Regions from separate parts of the Sus scrofa genome. Here region 1 is linked to region 2. Evidence: chromatin contacts called from public Hi-C data. All regions are on one chromosome and are shown on one strand. Each heading gives the region's core, a stretch centred on a gene start, on an enhancer-like site or on the middle of the called end of the contact. The rest is flanking DNA. Distances are from core to core; before and after follow the strand shown. Region 1 holds the start of ASIC4 (acid-sensing ion channel 4). Region 2 holds the start of DNAJB2 (dnaJ homolog subfamily B member 2).

Evidence for each region. Hi-C and Micro-C count contacts between places; a contact is called where the count stands out from the background.
Region 1: a Hi-C map of fetal liver shows a contact between it and region 2, with 2.2 times the contacts expected there. The contact joins the promoter of ASIC4 here to the promoter of DNAJB2 in region 2. A contact is called at or near these places in 1 of 5 promoter capture datasets (fetal liver) and 2 of 47 Hi-C or Micro-C datasets (embryonic fibroblasts and fetal liver).

What each region holds. Positions count from the first base shown.
Region 1 is chr15:121,517,850-121,522,228 of Sscrofa11.1, forward strand. It overlaps ASIC4 (acid-sensing ion channel 4), which reads left to right and starts at 2,154. Exons shown (of 14, transcript XM_021076308.1): 1 at 2,154-4,379.
Region 2 is chr15:121,317,719-121,322,372 of Sscrofa11.1, forward strand. DNAJB2 (dnaJ homolog subfamily B member 2) reads left to right here and starts at 2,201. Exons shown (of 11, transcript XM_021074972.1): 1 at 2,201-2,383; 2 at 2,657-2,757; 3 at 3,456-3,565. The coding sequence starts at 2,693.

The sequences.
Region 1 (4,379 bases), core at 904-3,403, 200 kb after region 2:
CCCCGTCCGGGGGGCTTGGAGGACAGGAGGGCAGGGTGGTGGTCCGAGGCTTGAACCTGGGGAAGCCGACACCCTCCCCACAAAGAAACCCTCCAAAACGCTGGTCCTTGTCACCCTGGACGTGATGAGTCTCCATCCCAGGGTGGGCTGGCTGGGCACCCTTGGCTGTTGTCAAGGTCCCCATGACACTCTCGAGGAGGCACTGCGTGTCCCGCACGTCCAAGTTCTAGACAGAGCTCAGCGGCTTCCAGGGCCGGCCCCTGCCACTCCCCTCCATCCCGCAGCAATCCACCTGTGCCCTCCCTCGGCAAGGCACCCCTCCACTTAGCTCTGCTACCCGGACTGGTACGGGGCTCCGTCAGTGGCAGAAAAGTCCCCTTCCTCGGCAGAGATGGTCAGGAATCCCTTCTCTCCCCCCTCTTTCCCAGGCGACGACCACCATTGGCCTCTGATTAAATCCTGCCCCCCCCTCCTTGGCTGGGTATCTTGCCCTCAACCCTCGCCTCCCTGCCTCCCCCCACCCCATGTCCCTGCCTCCCCCGCCCCTGCCCCTCGGAGCTTTAATCCCTCCTGCTGCTGTGCCGCCTTATCTGCTCCCAGCAGCTTTTGCTGCTGCAAAGCCCTCTCCCCCTCCTTCCCTGGATCTTCTTCCCCCCTCCTCCCCCCAGCTCTCTCTTCGCTCCGACCAGCACCCCCCCATCTCTGCCTCTCAGGCCCCCGTGATGACTCCTGGCTGACACCGGATCTGTACCCCAATGCCCTTTGCCCTCTCCAGCCTCAGCCCCGATGTGGCCACCTGCCCACCACGTCCACATTGGCCTCTTCCCATCCCAACCCTCCCCCACAGCCCCACAGACTTGGTCCCACTTCTGACCAGCTGAGATTTTTCATCTTCCTTCCTTCCCCTTTCTCCCTTTCACAGCCTCCCTCCCCAGTGTCTCCAGCTGCCCCTCGATCTTGGACCTGGTCCCCTTCAATATTAGTGACCCACCGCCTCGGCTTGGGCATCCCTGAAACGAGACGCAGGGTCGTGAGTACCAGCCACAGGAAAGGGGTCAGGGCTGTGCTGGCCCCGCCCCAGGACCGGGCTGGGGGCGCAGAGTGTGGGCGGGCGGTGGGGGCAGGGCCTGGCGGCAGGACGCTAACCCTCTTCAGTTGCCTCAGATCACGTCCAGGCCTCCCCACCCCCTTCCCTGGGACTCTCATTAACCGCTTCTCCTGCCTCGTCCGCGGCATAAATAACCCAGATAAATCAGCCGCCGTCCGCCCCCCGCCCCTCGGCCCCCGCACAGCCCGTTTGTCACCGCTGCTCGCTCACCAGCCTGGCCTGGCCCAGTCCCGGCCTCCGCCCCCCCATCCGTGTCCCTTCCACCCACTTCTGTCCCACACTGGCTCACGCCTTGTTCCGCACCAGAGCCAGGCCTGGGACAGGTGTCTGGGCTGGGGCGGGTGGCCAGGGGGTGTACTCTGGGAACAGGGGCGGCTGGGGACTCTCCCTAGGAAAATGCTATCTAAGAGATGGGGGGTGGGTCGCGTCACTGACAAATGGGGCCACCCAGGCAAGAAGTCTGAGTCTCACAAAAGCTGGGAAGGGGCAAATGCTGCTCAGCTTGGGGGTCCCTGCCCGGCAAAGAGGTAACCCAAGAGCTTGGGTGCTGGATTGGCCTTGGAGGCTCCTTTGAACCGCTCCCCCCACCCCCCAGCTGGATTCCAGGCGGTCTCCGAAACTACCTATTGGAGCAATTTGTGCAAATAAAACCTCCATGCCCCCTGCCAGGTGCTCCTGCCCTTCCTCCCCTCTGCCCTCCCCCATTCCCCCTGCCCTGCCCTATCGGCTCTACAGATGCCACTGAATCTCTACTTCTCAGTCTGTCCACCATTTTTGCTGTCAGGGAGCTGGTTCTGCCCCCTGGGGGGTGAAGGACTGGACTGGTAACAAACCTGGGGAATGTGGACAACTGGAGGACAGAGGGTTCCCCCCACCACCACCGAGCCTGCACCCTGATTCCCACCCCCGGAGTCCTTGGCAGCCCCTCCTCCTTTGCTCACACCCCACTCGGGTCCTCGCCAGCCACACTTGGCCCTGATGCTCACTGCAGGGGGCAGCTGGTCCCTTGGGAGTGGGTGGGGGAGCGGGGAAGAGCTGGGGGAGCTGGGGCGCAGGGCTGGGGGTGGGGGTGGGGAAGAAGCTGGGCTGGGCCCCAGGGACCAGCTGGGCAATGAGCCGGGGAAGCAGCCGGGAGGCTAAATGAGGGAGATTATCACCCAACTGCAGCCGGGCAGAGAGGGAGGCAGGCAGGGAAGCGCGGAGAGGGCGGGGAGAAAGGACGGGGGCCAGAGGGGAAGGGGGTGTAAAGGGATGGGAGGGGGGGTGCACGAACACAGAAGAGGCCTGGAGGAGTCGGGGGCGGGGGGCAAGGGATGGACTCAAAGGACTTGTGGTTGGTTGGTGGGGGACTCCCGCTGGAGTCTGGGAGACTGTATGATGGGGACAATTGGAAGCAGCTGGCTGTGGGGCAGTGGGGGGCGGTGCATGCAGCTAACTGCTGTTCCACTTCCCAGTGGCCTGGAACTCCCCTCGCCACCGGCTCCCCAGCTCTCCCCAGCTCCCATGCTGGATTACAGCTCCCATTCCTTCTAGAGGCTGAAGGCTCCCTGACATGCCCTCGGGAGGGAGGAGGGTGTGCTTTGGGCTCATGATGGAGGTCAGGTTGGGGAGTATGACCTGGTGATCTCACTGGATGGCAGGACAATCTAGGGACACACAGAGTCCTGAGCAGCAACCAGTGCTAGGGAGAGCTTAGGGGGCGGCTCCCCGCTTCCTTGGCAGAGTCCCAGACTGAAGTAACCTTAAAAAAGCAATTAAATCACCTTTTAAAAAAACCCAGTAAAGAAAAATCAATAACAGGAGAAAGGGGAAGAGAGAGGCTGGGGAGGTAAGGAGGTGGGGAAGGAAGCGCTGGAAGGGTCTGGTGGTCTAGCAGGGAGGGGGGAAACATGGGGGGGCTGCCTGGGTAGGAGGCAGCGAGATGGGGACTGTCTGGGGTCATGTGGAGACTCCCAACTGCAAACTCAGCAGCTGCTCTCAGTGCCAACCCCTTTCTCCTCTGGGACACCGCCAGCTGCAGCCCCTGACCCCAGGGGTCTTATCTCCACAGTCTGGGGGGCTGGCTTTGGGGGAAGCCCAGCCAAGGAAGCTACTTTGAAAAGAGAGGCTGGGGACAACCCCCACCCTGGATGCCAACCAGGCCTGGGGTTGGGGTGCTGTGTGTGGGTGGGCTCCATGCTGGGATGACTTGTGAAGGACGGGGCCTGACCTGGCCTTGCAACCAAGGGCGAACAGCGTGGTCCCCTGCCCCCCAGGGGAGCCAACCCCAGGCCAGGCAGGGGCTGCGACTGGCAGGGCAGGGCTGCCGCAGGGGAGGGGTGGCCGCTGGGCAGCGGGTGGACCTCGGGCTCTAATCCCCAGCAGCTGCCGTTTCCCTCAGATCGATTCCCTTCTCACTTTTTTTTCAGCTGCTGGTTCCGCGGCTCGGATCGATGGAGCCGCCTCCCCCGCCCCTCTGAGCTTCCTCTCCCTGCTGCTCATTAGCGCCCCGATTAATCAGCCCCCCCTTTCCTCTAGGGGACAAGTGCTTCCTCTCCTGAGAGGGCTCAAGCACTCACACGCCTCCCCCACCCCCAGAGCACTAGCTGCTCACTGCGACCACCCCCAACCCGGGGGCACCCAGGCATCATCTCCCAGCTGGCCACCAGGGGCCCCACCACAGCCTGTGACAACAGTCCACATGCCCGCGTCTCCTCTGCAAGCCAGCAGCCACCCAGGGCTCCCCTGCCCGTCTCTGCCAGGCACCCCCTGCTTGTTTCTTTAGGGTTGCATTCCCTCCTGTTCAAAGCCAACACATCTCTACTCCTCCAATACCCTGTCTGGGCTTTCTCACCTCCATCATCCCTGCTCTCTGCTCCCGGGCTGTCCACCCACCCTCCCCCACCCCACCCCCCCATAACCTGGCCTGGCCTCGGATTTAGGAAACATCGGGGAGGGCAAAGTGGCCGCAGATGTGTGAGTCAGCAGGGGTGCTCTCTGTTCCAGACAAATGAGAGACTGAGTCTGGGGCTGGGGGTGAAGTGGGGAGAGGGCGAGGCCAGAGGGGGTAGGGGTCTGATGGGTATTAAGTCGGGAGCAAAGCTCTAGGGGAGCCAAGTATTTCAGTGGAGCCACCATTGTCCCCTTGCCTGTCCTGCCTGCCCTCCTCTGTCCTCCCCTCCCCTCCCTCATTCAAACAAGTGGCTCTCCCAAGGAGTTTCTGGAAGCAGCCGTGACTGGGGTAGTGGGGTCAGGTGGTGGCTGGGCTCGAGTCAGGAATCCAGGAATCCGG
Region 2 (4,654 bases), core at 951-3,450:
ACACTGGGTAGCATACAGAATCAATACATAGGTTGCCAATGAAGGCTCTGCAAACAGGTAGGCGCCAAGGGAAGCTGGGCAGCCAGCACCACAGTCAAGGTCAGGGCATAGGACAGCTTGCCTAAACAACCCCTGTCTCAGGAGTTCCCACCGTGTTGCAGTGGGTTAAGAATCTGACCACAGTGGCTCTGGTCACTGCAGAGGCATGGGTTCAATACCAGACCCCTGCAGAAGGATCCGACATTGCCACAGCTGTGACATAGGTTTCAGCTGCGGCTCAGATTCAATCCCTGGCCCAGGAACTTCCATATGCCGGGGGTGCGGCCATAAAATAAAATTAATAAAAGTTTAAAAAGACCCCTAACTCTTCCACCCACTGCTAGGAGGCCTGCTCCTGCCCAGACACTGAGGCTGACTGTTCCTCCTCCAGACACTAGAGGCTGCTGCTGGCTCTGCGGCTGCCACTGCAGAAAGAAATGAATTCCCTGTCTTGGCTTCTCTGTGACTTGCTCCAGATTCAGAGCCCCCACTGGAGCTTCCCACTGGCAGAACGAATAGCTTTTGCTTTTCCTCTTGGAGCCGGGAAGTCTGGCAGAGCAAGGGTCAGGTTTTGTGGCGGGTAGTGGCCTGCCTCCTATCAAAGCCTACACAATGGGAATTCGCCATAGGCAGGCAGGAGGCTCAGGCTGTGAGCAGCCAGGCAACCTGGATAAATGCACAGCACCCTCTTCCCTCGTCTGCCCAGTGTAGCATTTCTGGGTCACCCAGCCTAAAACCCTCTCCTGGATTCACGTCATCATTATTACCAGGGCCAGTCATAATGCCAGAGAAGACCTGTTCTAAGACCTACTGTGTACCATGCTTCCTTTGACTTTCAAACGGCCCTAGGTGTTACCTGTATTTAGGGAGGAAAAACCAAGTCATCAGAGGTTTTCCCGTCACATAGTAGTACCAGGTTGCAAACTCAGATCTGTTTCCAAAGCCTTGGCGTTTCCCAGGGGGCTATACTGATGGACTGGTATCTTAGCAAGTCAGAGTTCGGTGAAGGCAGAGATTGGGCCACAGTCTTCTTTTTACATTCCGGCAGCATGTACAATACAGAAGATGCTCAATTAATACTCGTGGACTGGCCTGGATATGAAGCAGGAACCAGTTCTTCCTTTCTTTTTTTTTTTTTCCTATTTTCTTTTCTTGCGTTTTAGGACCGCACCTGCAGCATATGAAAATTCCCAGGCTAGGGGGTCTAATCAGAGCTACAGCTGCAGGCCTAAGCCACAGCCACAGCAACTCAGGATCCCAGCAGCATCTGCGACCGACACCACAGCTCACCGCAACGCCAGATCCTTAACCCACTGAGTGGGGCCAGGGATCGAACCTGTATCTTCATGGATACTAGTCGGATTTGCTTCTGCTGAGCCACAACAGGAACTCCGGGAGCCAGTTCTAGAAGGTTCTCTGACTTTCCCAGGCGGTCTGAACACAGAAATCACCTTAAGACAGAAGAGGTCTACTCAGCATCAGTTTAGAAAGAAAAACCTCAAATCTGGGGAATTTCCTTTTCCTTTTCAAAAAAGATTTTCCTTTTTCTCTTTAACTTCCACCTCTCCCAAATGTGTCAGAACTGTTAACATGTTCCCATCTGTTCATTATTTAATCATCCAATGATCGTCTGACCTCCACTACTGTCCTAATACTCCAGTGAGAAAAAAGTCATAACCTCTACTGCTTGGAATTTACATCCTCGTTGGGGATGTGAATATCAATCAAATAATCTAATAAATGCGAACTTGTAGCTCTGACCAGTGTGAGGACGGATGCCATGAGATTCTTTGCGAGACAGGTCTGACCTACTCCGGGAAGTTGGGCAGCCTCTTTTGAGGACCTGACGCTAGAGCAGGGATCTGAACAAGGGGGAGGACCTAGAAGGGGAGTCTGTGAGTCCCTGAGGTGCTGATTTCTTCCCGGTGAGTAACCACCCGCCCTCGAGCGTGTCTACAGGCAATGCGGCAGAAGAGCCAGGGGCTGGGGCTGGGAGGGGGTGCTCGTTTCTTGAGTGCGTCACGCCTGGAGGGAGCATTCGGCTGTCTCCCAGGTCCCATCTGGGGATGACGTTGTCCTGGTGCAAGCCCAAAATAGCTGGCTCCGCCCCCATCTCCCGGCAGCCCCTGCAGCAGCACTCCCCACCCCCACCCCCAGGTGACAGGCCGAGCCGGCCCCCTCTGGGTCTCTAGTAGTTTCCGTGCCGCTGACGCATGCTTGCGCGCACAGCTGGGCCGGCCGCGTCCTACGCAGCAGCCGCGAGCCGGGCAGCGGGTGCCAGACGGTTCCTGGCGGGGGGCAGGGGCGGGGCGCTGCTGGAGGCCAGGGACTCCCGGCGGAGGAGGTGCGGGCGGGGGGCCCCAGCACAGGCTAGGGGGGCCCTGGGCTGGGCAGCTGCAGTTCGAGGACTGAGATAGGGCGCCCCAGCTCTGGTCCCCGAGATAGCCCGCAGCACCGGCCTGCGGGAGCCGATAAGGGTGTCCGAGGGAGCCTAGTCACCATCCGCAAGCACAGCCCAGAGGGCTCCGCTGCCCCCGGGGTGGGGGTAGCAGGTGGCCTCCAGCCCCAAGGAGGGGCTCTCGGTTCTTTCGGCCTGACGCTTCCTTCTCTACCGCAGCCCCAAGGAGGCCAGCCTGACGACTAACGAGTTGCCATGGCATCCTACTACGAGATCCTAGACGTGCCGCGAAGTGCGACGGCTGATGACATCAAAAAGGCGTAAGTGCCTCTGCTGTGCATCAGAAAGCCACTCACCCGCCCCCCTTCACGCCCACCGCCCCCTTCCAACCCCATGGGCCATTTAGAGGCAGGGCCTAGGGAAGCAGTTCCTTAGACAGGACTGGGGAGAGGGGCTCCCTCAGAGAGTGACCCCTGTTGGGAGGAAGGAGATGCCTGGATCAGTAGGACAAAGTCCAAAGCATCACGTTCCCCTGAGAGCTGCCGTGTGGGTTCTTTTCCAGTGCGGCCTCCCCTCCCCACCCCCCTCCCCCCTCCCTTTTACTGCTACCTCAACCCCCAGCCTTTAGGTGTGGGTTTTCTCAGGATGCAGTGCAAAGATGCTCAAGCGCTGTGATTAGGAGGGACCACTGCCTGGTACTTTTCCTGGCCACAAGTACCCACATCCTTTGCAGCCCCAGCCCCAGTGAGCCCCAAAGAGAGGTTAGAGCCGGGACTTTCTCACTCCTAGGTTATCATCGGCTAATGCAAGTATGTATCCCTGGCACTGACTGCAGAGGGGAGAGATAGGGACTCCATTAAAACATTGCTGCAGAGGTAGCCCTACCAGCTGGGATCGACTGGGATCTGAGTGGTGAACAGGCTGTAGTGGGCTAACAGGAAATGGGTCATTTTGTTCCCTGGTGGCAAGTGCTTGCGTTTGTCCCCTGACCCTTCCTTTCTGAACCCACTTCCTGCAGGTATCGGAAGAAGGCTTTACAGTGGCACCCAGACAAGAACCCAGATAATAAAGAGTTTGCTGAGAAGAAGTTCAAGGAGGTGGCTGAGGCATACGAAGTGCTGTCGGACAGTAAGGGCCAGGGTCAGGGCAGGTGGCTCCCATCGTCCCCGCTTCATGCCCCATCACACTCCTTCCCAAGGCCGTGCTGCCATCACCCTAGTCTGCTCTGTGCCTTTTCAAACCTGGTATTTAAGTGTCCTCCTCTCACAGGGATTCCGGGATTTTTTCTCCCTTGGGATTTTTTTTTTTTCCAGAGGAACACCTACTGTGTGCCAAGCACCCTTTTATTCTTCCCCTGATCCTCTGTCTCAGTGTTGCTCCTCAGCACCTGGTAGTTGCAGCATGGGTCCTGACACGGGGAAGGAAGCAGGGCAGGTAACCAGGGTGTTCCCAGCCTCCTCTGTGCCAGGCATTGGTTGGTGTAGTCTCCATGAGTCCTCACAGCCATCCTGCAAGGCAGGATTTATCACCCCCATTTTTCAGGTAAGGTAGCTGAGGCTAAGAGAGGTGCTCAGGGCCACACGGAGCTGGAATAGGGCTCCAGGTCTTTTATTCAGTAATTCAAGAAATATCCACGGAGTACTTATGATGCCAGGCCCTTGTTGGGTACTGAGGAACAATGGAGGTCAGGTGGGCCCTGTCCTTGTCCTCATGGGTTCATCCAGTCTAGTCAAGGGAGACCTGCATTAACCAAGTAAATGCATGGACAAGGTTATTCCAAAGGAGCATAACAGGGTGATGTGATAGGGAACAGGGAATGGGCACTGGTTTTTGATGGTCGTCAGGGAAGGTCTCTCTGTGACATTCAGGCTAGGCCCTGATTAATAATAGCATAGAAGTGGAGTTCCCACTGTGGCATTGTGGGTTAGGAACCTGACTGCAGCAGCTCGGGTTGGGTTCAATCCCAGGCCGGTGCAGTGGGTTAAAGGATCTGCTGTGGCCACAGCTGTGATGTAGGTTGCAGCTGCTCCTTGGGTTCAATCCCTGGCCCAGGCAATTCCGTATGCCGTGGTGTAACCATAAAGTTAAAAACAAATAATAACATAGTAAGAATTAGCTAACTCTTAGGAGATGCTTACTGTGCATCAGGCACCATGCTAAGTGGTTGAGGTAGATATCTCATTTAATCCTTGCAACCATGCGGTGGGGGCTGTGACT